3 separate regions of the Mus musculus genome follow, and regions 1 and 2 are each linked to region 3. A link is a contact called in public promoter capture Hi-C data. All regions are on one chromosome and are shown on one strand. Each heading gives the region's core, a stretch centred on a gene start, on an enhancer-like site or on the middle of the called end of the contact. The rest is flanking DNA. Distances are from core to core; before and after follow the strand shown.

Evidence for each region. Promoter capture Hi-C pulls out the DNA fragments that hold promoters and counts their contacts.
Region 1: a contact with region 3 is called in a promoter capture Hi-C map of stem cell-derived epiblast-like cells, with 2.2 times the contacts expected there. The contact joins the promoter of Olfr167 here to the promoter of A930003A15Rik in region 3.
Region 2: a promoter capture Hi-C map of the HPC-7 cell line shows a contact between it and region 3. The contact joins the enhancer-like site here to the promoter of A930003A15Rik in region 3. A contact is called at or near these places in 8 of 39 promoter capture datasets (the C10 cell line, the HPC-7 cell line, liver and 3 more), 1 of 15 datasets of contacts at CTCF or cohesin (large pre-B cells), 1 of 484 Hi-C or Micro-C datasets (cardiomyocytes) and 2 of 9 other capture datasets (adipose tissue and liver).

Annotation. Positions count from the first base shown.
Region 1 is chr16:19,514,375-19,517,074 of GRCm38.p6, forward strand. Olfr167 (olfactory receptor 167) reads right to left here and starts at 1,260. Exons shown (of 1, transcript NM_146935.1): 1 at 322-1,260. The coding sequence starts at 1,260. The coding sequence ends at 322.
Region 2 is chr16:20,190,993-20,193,692 of GRCm38.p6, forward strand. Yeats2 (YEATS domain containing 2) reads left to right here. Exons shown (of 31, transcript NM_001145930.1): 14 at 2,167-2,274; 15 at 2,652-2,700. Among named protein-coding and RNA genes, the nearest start is that of Gm41431, 44 kb to the right of the region's middle. Within about 2 kb of position 1,304, at least 52 of the 459 cell types and tissues checked have an H3K27ac peak or open chromatin away from gene starts, as enhancers often do. A contact at or near this core is called in the HPC-7 cell line, where this site is marked.
Region 3 is chr16:19,882,912-19,885,611 of GRCm38.p6, forward strand. A930003A15Rik (RIKEN cDNA A930003A15 gene) reads right to left here and starts at 1,363. Exons shown (of 3, transcript NR_027896.1): 1 at 1,013-1,363; 2 at 782-906.

The sequences.
Region 1 (2,700 bases), core at 10-2,509, 370 kb before region 3:
GCATACATGTATATGCCTGCAAAAACAATTACTGAAAATAGGCCATGAATTTCGAGGAAAGTGGGAAGAGATATACAGGGTGGTTGGAGGGAGAAAGGTAAGGGAAAAATGTAATTATATTATAATCTCAAGAATAAAATTAGTGAGAGACAAAGAAAAAAGAATGACATTTTTCTCCCTAATTTTTACTTAAGAGATCGATCCGAGTACTTAACCTTTATTATCCTAATATCTTTTGGGATATTTGAGTTGTTATTAACTGGAGAAAACTAATGCTGTATATACTTGTGCATAAATTCTGGATTCACGGAAGCAACTTGTCTATATTTTTGCAAAGCAAATTCTGTGAGTCATCCTTCTCAGGGCCCCAATCACTTCTTTGTTTCTCAGGCTATAGATGATAGGATTTAGCATTGGGGTGAGAACTGTGTAGAAGACTGCAAGAATCTTGTCCTCTTCTGGGGATCGGAGGGATCTTGGGCGTAGATAGGTGTAAGCAAATGGTGCGTAGTAGAAAGTTACAACAGTGAGGTGAGTGCTACAGGTAGAATAGGCCTTCTTCTTCCCCGCCCTAGAATGCATACGGTAGATAGCAAGGAAAACACGACCATAGGAACACACTATTCCAATGAATGGAAACACAAGAAAGAGGATTGTACTCACAAACACTGTATACTCATAGACCCATGTGTCTGTGCAAGCCAGAGTCAACATGGCAGGGACATCACAGAAGAAATGGTTGATGGCTCTGGATCTGCAGTAAGGAATTTGGAGTGCATATCCAGTATGAGCACAGGAATTAATGGAGCCCAGAATCCAAGCTCCTGTTATCATCATCACACAGACTCTTTTATTCATATGTGTGGCATAGTGGAGAGGAAAACAAATAGCCACATAACGGTCATAGGCCATAGATGCCAACAAAAGGGTTTCTGCACCCCCAAAAGTCAAGAAGAGGAAAATCTGAAATCCACACCCAATGAAGGAGATGTATTTATTACCTAACATAAAGTCAGATACCATTTTAGGGACAATGGTAGAGATGTAATTTAAGTCAATAAGAGAAAGCTGACTAAGTAAAAAATACATGGGTGTGTGGAGATGTGAATCCAGGAGGATGAGGAGGATCATGGACAGGTTACCAATCCAAGCTGTCAGAAAGATGAGAACAATGAGAATGAAGAGGAACAGACCTATTTTTGATGGTGGGAACAATCCCAATAAAATGAAACCTGTAAATGTTTGATTATAACTATCCATTTGGTGTTCATTTACATTTTCTTAGAAACATGTGCAACAGTAAATTCATTAAACACAATAAAATTATTCAATTCATGATTTTCACCAGACTGAGAATAATCATAACTGCTAAACAAAAAATACACAGTGTACTTTGACTCATCTTCTGTCTCATACATAAGTTGGGAGAAAAACCAATGTATATGCACAAAATATCTTAATGAAATTTGAGTACCTATGCAAATATTTCCATAATGGCCTTATTAAAAATTGATATTTTATTCCTAACAATATGAGATATTATGAACATGCGACTTCATACTGCATGTTTGGAACCAATTTAAATATCTAAAACACATACCCATAATTTAATAATTTTTTTCCAATCATGATGACTCTTTCTGTCATACTCTGGCCCTAAGATACACACAAAAATGGAACAGTTAATAATATCATTCAAATTTCTTTTTCTTTCTGATACATACGCTCCACATTAATGAAAAAGATCTTATAAAATACAAGTGTTATTTCTTTAAAAGTCTATAAATAATACTTATGGACAATTTTCAACCACACAAGGTCATTTTCTTTTCCTTCTTCATGCACATTTGGAACATCTAACTAGATCCTGTTTGTGTACATCCGCCCAACATATCCACCCCACAAATGGAACAAGTGTGTGTCAACTCCTTCTTGGAACCTCACAGAGCACTTCCCTTTTTTTCTTCACTCCTTAATGTTTTTTCTTTTATCTAGAACATAAGGTAGAAATCTAAGCAGATTCGTTTATTACTTTTTCATCTTAGAATTAACTGAAATAATAAGGAAATGACTGCTGTAGATTTAAAATTACATAATATAAAGCAGAGAAATTACTATAAAAGAGGACTCGGGACCTTTCAGAGTTTGTTTCAGGCTTGTTAATGTACTCCATTCAGGTGCTAAATTCTGGGAGGGAAAAGAAATCCTGAGTCTTCAGAATGAGCATGAGCGTGGTTCCCTCCCCTCCAAGAGAGGTTGCTGCCAGCAGAAGGCTTAGCATACTGGGCCCAGAGAGTGTGTGATATGCTTCTCTGTGCTAGAGCCAAAGAATATCAGCCTGGGAATCTGCAGACTGAAGAGGAAGATATAGCACTTAGGAATATACAAACACATATACATATAAACACACAAACCTATCCATAAAATAAGTAAGAAATGACTGGGAAAATGTAGGTATTATCAGAAAAATTGGCATCTTTAGGAGAGCTATTAAGTCTATAACACAGATATCAATTCTTTTAAGAAGGGAATTAGAGATTCTGGTAATGAATTTCTGAAACTAAAATGATCAGGTCTGATCAAATATAATTAAGAAAATTTCTAATGTAAGCTGGAAAACATTTGAAAGAAAAATATAGCTAAAACATAAAAGGCTGAAGTTTATAAAAGGAAAAAATAATTGGAGCTTTAAGATCAGAT
Region 2 (2,700 bases), core at 54-2,553, 310 kb after region 3:
GCTCAGTGGGTAAGAGCACCTGACTGCTCTTTCGAAGGTCCAGAGTTCAAATCCCAGCAACCACATGGTGGCTCACAACCATCCGTAAGGAGATCTGACTCCCTCTTCTGGAGTGTCTGAAGACAGCTACAATGTACTTACATATAATAAATAAATAAATCTTTAAAAAAAAAAAAAAAAAAAAAAGTAATTCTTAACCTCTTCAAATAGAGAGTAGTTCAGAATATCACCTATCCATACAGCATCCGACTTCTTCACATACTCAAGACAGTCTGCTCAGTATTTGGCCAAAGCACTTCCCTGTTTGGCTCCTGTTTTCTCAAGATGGTTATCTTACTTGAAAGCCTTTCAGATGCAGACTGCTGTCTGAGTGGCCCTGAGATGCAAATCTGCTTTAGTGAGTACCCACCCCAGCAGTTAACATTCCTCTAACTTAGTTGACAGGGATCACAGATGGTTTTCTGATCAGAATGAGGTTTTCTTGGAGTAACTCCCTTGAAAGTCTTACCTCTACCATTTATTTTTTAGTATTTGTTGATGACATTTCATTTCGTAGGCAAGTAGTAGTCTTAACTTTAATTATTTTCCTTAAAGTTCAATTTTGGCACATTATCTCTGAGATCTGCTTTTGTCTTTTGAGGTGGAGACAAAGGTCAGTGGTTTTTATCTCACTCTGCTGTTGCTTTCCATTTTCTATTCCCACTTCCTTCCTTTGATGGTTTGCTTGTTTTGTGGTAAGCTTTCACTGTAGTCTAGGCTGGAGCTTGGGACCGTCCTGTCTCCCCCTCCTGAGATACAGGGTTACCTTGGCCTAGAGCATTGTTTTCTTATCCTTTTTATTCCTTTGGAAAATTTATTTTCCAAATGTGAAACTCATTTTACATTTATCTGTATTCCAGATACTGAGTGAATTTTTCAAGACAAGTTGAGAGTATAAAAGAAAAAAAACACACACTCTAAAACATCACCATTATTTGTTAGAATAACTTACTTAGTGCCTGTGCTTTAGGAATATAAAGCCAAATACAACCCCTGTCCTCTACCATCTGGCAAAAGATCAGACATACATAAAGAATCAAATATTAGGAATGGACATAAAGATCAGTTGGTGTTGTGTGAAAAGACTTCCTAGGGAGATGCAGTGCTCATATCTATTCACTCCAGATAGGGAACCAACAACAGATCAAAGTCCACTGTGGTAAACCAATGAGTTTTTTATTGAGGTTACTTACATGAGTATGGGTGAGGGGTTACTTACAGGGGCAGAAATGACTCAAAAACAGCTGCTTCACCAAGGCCCAGCCCAGGAAGGGTGCTGACTCACAGAAGCAAGGAAACCTGGAGTAGGTTAGAGTATCCTTTCCTAGTGACTATGTTAGTCAGGCAGCCTTGCTGGTTTTTCTCCTCCTTGCTGGTCTGATCTCAGGGCCTTTCCTGCAGCTTGCCTTGTCTTTCTTGCTTACTCTGAGAGGGGGGCCCTCGTGAATCTGCTCAGCTATTTTGAGACGTTTACCTTTGCCTTAAGGAACTTCCCTGGGAGATAGAGCATGTCAGTCTCCAAGAAACTGCTACACAACACTGGTAGAGTGCTTCTCCTACATGCACAGAGCTTTGGGTTCCGTCCCCAATGCCACATAAAAACAAGTGTGAGGTTGTAAGCATGTAATCCCAGCACTCGAGAAGTAGAGGCAGGAGCATCAGAAGTTCAAGGTTTTCTTTAGCTAGATAGTGAAACCAACCTGGTCTACCTGACACCCTGTCTTATAGGACTGTAACATCCATCAGGACACAGGTGAGTAGCCTTTTGCTGAGCTGATTTCCTGATTTTTCAGGCAGGGTTTCAGTGTTTAGTCCAGGCTAGACTTGAACTAACAGTCCTCCTTTGTCAGCCTCCTGTGCAGTGAGTTACTACTGGTGCTCAGATGGAATTGCATACCTCATTTTTTATTTGCTTTTAAAAAGGAAATTACAGTAAATGTATAGAAGCTTAGAAGATCTCTAGCATTGTGGGTTTTTGTTTTGTCGTGTGTGTGTGTGTGTTGCTGGCTGTGGTAGGTTTGTATTAAGTAGATAATATTACTGTATTAAGTGTACTAAGTGGCTAGAGTATCTGAAAGCATCCGTTTGGGCCTGTTATATAATATATAGTAATGTTTTTACATACAGCAGGAGGAGTCTTTATTCGCATCTATGCCACCTCTTTGCCCAATTGGTAGTCACCCTAAAGTGCAGAGCCCCAAAGCTGTGACTGGAGGACTTGGGGCTTTCACAAAGGTGAGTGTGTGTCATAGCCTTACCTGTGGCCTTCCCACTCTTTAATAGGCCTTAGCTCTGAGATGTGCTCCCACTTATTTAATGCTGTCCATGTCCTAGGACTCCAGGGACACGGGAGTTCAGAGGTCACGGCCTATTTTGTCTCTCTTTGCTGCCTTCCTACCCCGTCTCTATGACAAGTGACAGAGCAGGGATCAAGTGAGATACAATTTGCCTAAGGACTCGTATCTCTTAAAGCATTATTTTACCTTTTTCATGGAGCCGTTCTGTGTATCCAAACTTGATTAACACTGCAGAGACTAGATTCACAGTTTCATAGTAGGTCCTTCCTCCTCCTCCCCATGGGATACTTATTCAGTGTCATTGTGTGTTGCAAGGTGATCATCAAACAGGAACCTGGAGAAGCTCCTCATGTGTCCACAACAG
Region 3 (2,700 bases), core at 113-2,612:
GTTTAATCCATGACCAAAGAAGAATAAATGTAACATAAACATTTTCAGAGAAAAAAAAAAAGCCTCCTAGCAGGGAAGCCCTCCAAGGGGCTCACAGGAAAGCTCTCCTGTCCACAGGAGCAGCAGGCAGGCCTTCCACAGAGCAGAACCCCTGAAAGCAAGCAAGTACTACAGTTAACAGCATCTGCCTTGCTAGCTTCCAAGTCCTTGAGAGAGACAGAGAGGACTCCTCAGAGCCCACGCAGGAGAAGTGCTACCCTTCCCACTCACCGCATCAATGTGTTACTAGATCACATGTCTAACAAGAATCCTCCAGACTCAACACTTTCCTTCAGCCCGTCAACTTAATCATGTGTATTCTTACTTTCATTATATAAGAGCAATACATTTCTTTTTAAATAGAAAGTGTACCTGAACAAAAAAATTAAAAATGCTATCCTTTTACCATGATGAACTAGTTATCACATTGGTCGGTGATATTCAATATGCATATAGATCTACACACACATCTGTGCTTTGAAAATAAGCCTTCTCGGCTGCAACATGCTATCTCATCACCTGGTTCTTTCAGCTGATCATCTATTTTTATTGTGAATCTATCTCAATAAATGACTACTTCCAGGATTATAATAGCTAATTGGTGCTTCTTTAAAACTCTTTTTAACAAGAAAACATAGTTGTAAAAAAAAAAATCTTTAAATTTAATTCTGAAATTTCTTAGTTAAGCCATGATTGTAGTAGCAATGAGGATAAATGGGGAAAAATGCAAACACAGCATTACCTTTATTTGCTCTGTATTCCAGGCTGGTGCAGCTCCCCAAGAAACGATGATAGGCCCTCATCTCTGCCTCTGCTATCCGCACCACCATGTATGGTGAGTATCTGGGGTCTGGGTCCTCGCATTGCCTGCACAGAACAGAGATGGAGTTCCAGGACGCAAGGTCACCATCTTCTCTGGCCTCCATCCTGCTCTAGGTACTGGCTGCATTGGTATAGTTAAACCTCCTCCTACCTAATCTCCCTGAAGATCACTCAAGGTTTCTTCTTTGTGAGAGCTGATCCTGGGGATTAGTGAGTGCTGACAGATTAGGCTTCCACAGACTTCCAGAACTCATTTTGAAACAGAAGGGGTGCTGAGGGGTGAAGACAGCATCGCATTATGAGATAAGCCATCGGTTAAATTATTAAAACGATTAAAATTATTAAATTCAATTTTAAAACATGGATAAAATTATGAAAAGATATTCTTTGGAAGACTATTCTGTCAGGTCAGTTTAACTCGGCTTTTCTTCCAAGCTCTCCAGGCTGCCAAAGCAGAAGCCAACTTAGCACTGCTGCCTGCTGCTAAGGGAATTTACCATCTAAGGAGGCCCCAGGCTGACACAGCAAACGGTAAACGGCTCAAAAGCCCCAGCTGCTCCAGAGAAACAGCTGCAAGTATGACATCAGTTTCCTAGTGAAGAATGCTCTGTCTTGCTGTGGTACGCAAGAGCTGCACTAGAACAAGAAAAATGGCTTCATGTTGCAGAGCTACCCTGGGCAAAGACACAGGAAATAGGCTGCCTTTTCCTGATACATTTTATTTTGTTTTTAATGTGATTAATGTTGTGTTCTAGAACGTAAAGATTACAGCATGAAACAGAAAACAAAATAGTTAAGTGAAACATACATAAATGTCTAAAGGCTCTGCCTATGTGACACCTCTGGGTGGTCTCTAGGTTCTGTGATCTCTGAAAAAAATTGTTTCTATTGCAGCTTAACCACATTTATAGACTCAGATATGTGTAGCCGTTAGTCATTTTTCTTCACTAAACAATGGTGTTTTATAATTTAACTGGACAGCTTGCCAAGCGTTTCCTAGGATAGCTTTGTAAATGTTTGCCTTTTCAAGATAAGACGAAGAGTATTCAGCTCCGACAGGCAGGGGAAACCTCAGAAAACTTTAAACTATCCTGTCTCCGTCTCGCACAGACACTGTTAAGCCATAGCAGTGCAAGGAAGCAGCTAGACTGCATTGGGTTCATATTAAAATAATTAATGTTTTGTGGTGGTTTTATTTATTTACAAGCTTTTTAATAATAATGTTTATAAAATAAGAAAATAAAAAATACTGTTGAACATACATTTTTCTTTCCTTCATGAGTGCGAGGCCTGTTTATCTACACGTGCAATTTTAGAGATGTGTTTCTTTCAAAGATGGGTATTTGAGTTCTTCTCGCCCTATTGCCTGCTATTCAGGTTTAGGTTAATTTGCCTAAAAGTTTGTTAATTTTCTCAAAGAACTAACTTGTCACTTCATTGAGTCTTTGTAATTTTTTTTTAGTTGTTGTTTCTAATTAATTGATTTCATCCCTGAGTTTGATTATTTTCTTCTGCTTATTCTTTTTGAGTGTTATTGTAAGACTCTGGGGAGCCTTAGCTTACAGGGGACCCTCTGAGTGAACCACTCAGAGCCAGGAATCAATGAAAAAAACAAGAGGAATTTATTGTTCCAGCACACTGGGCTTGTCCCAGATCCAAAGGAGAGGTGGTGACCCCCGGCAGCCCATTCAGAAAGTTTTTTATACAGTTTCCAGGGGCGGAATAGAGCATCAGCAACTAGGCACAATATGATTGGCAGAACAATACACCCTTTAAACTGATTGGTCTTTAGGAAATGAGGTAGTAGGGGCTTACTCAGCCTCTCCCTTCTGGCCTGTG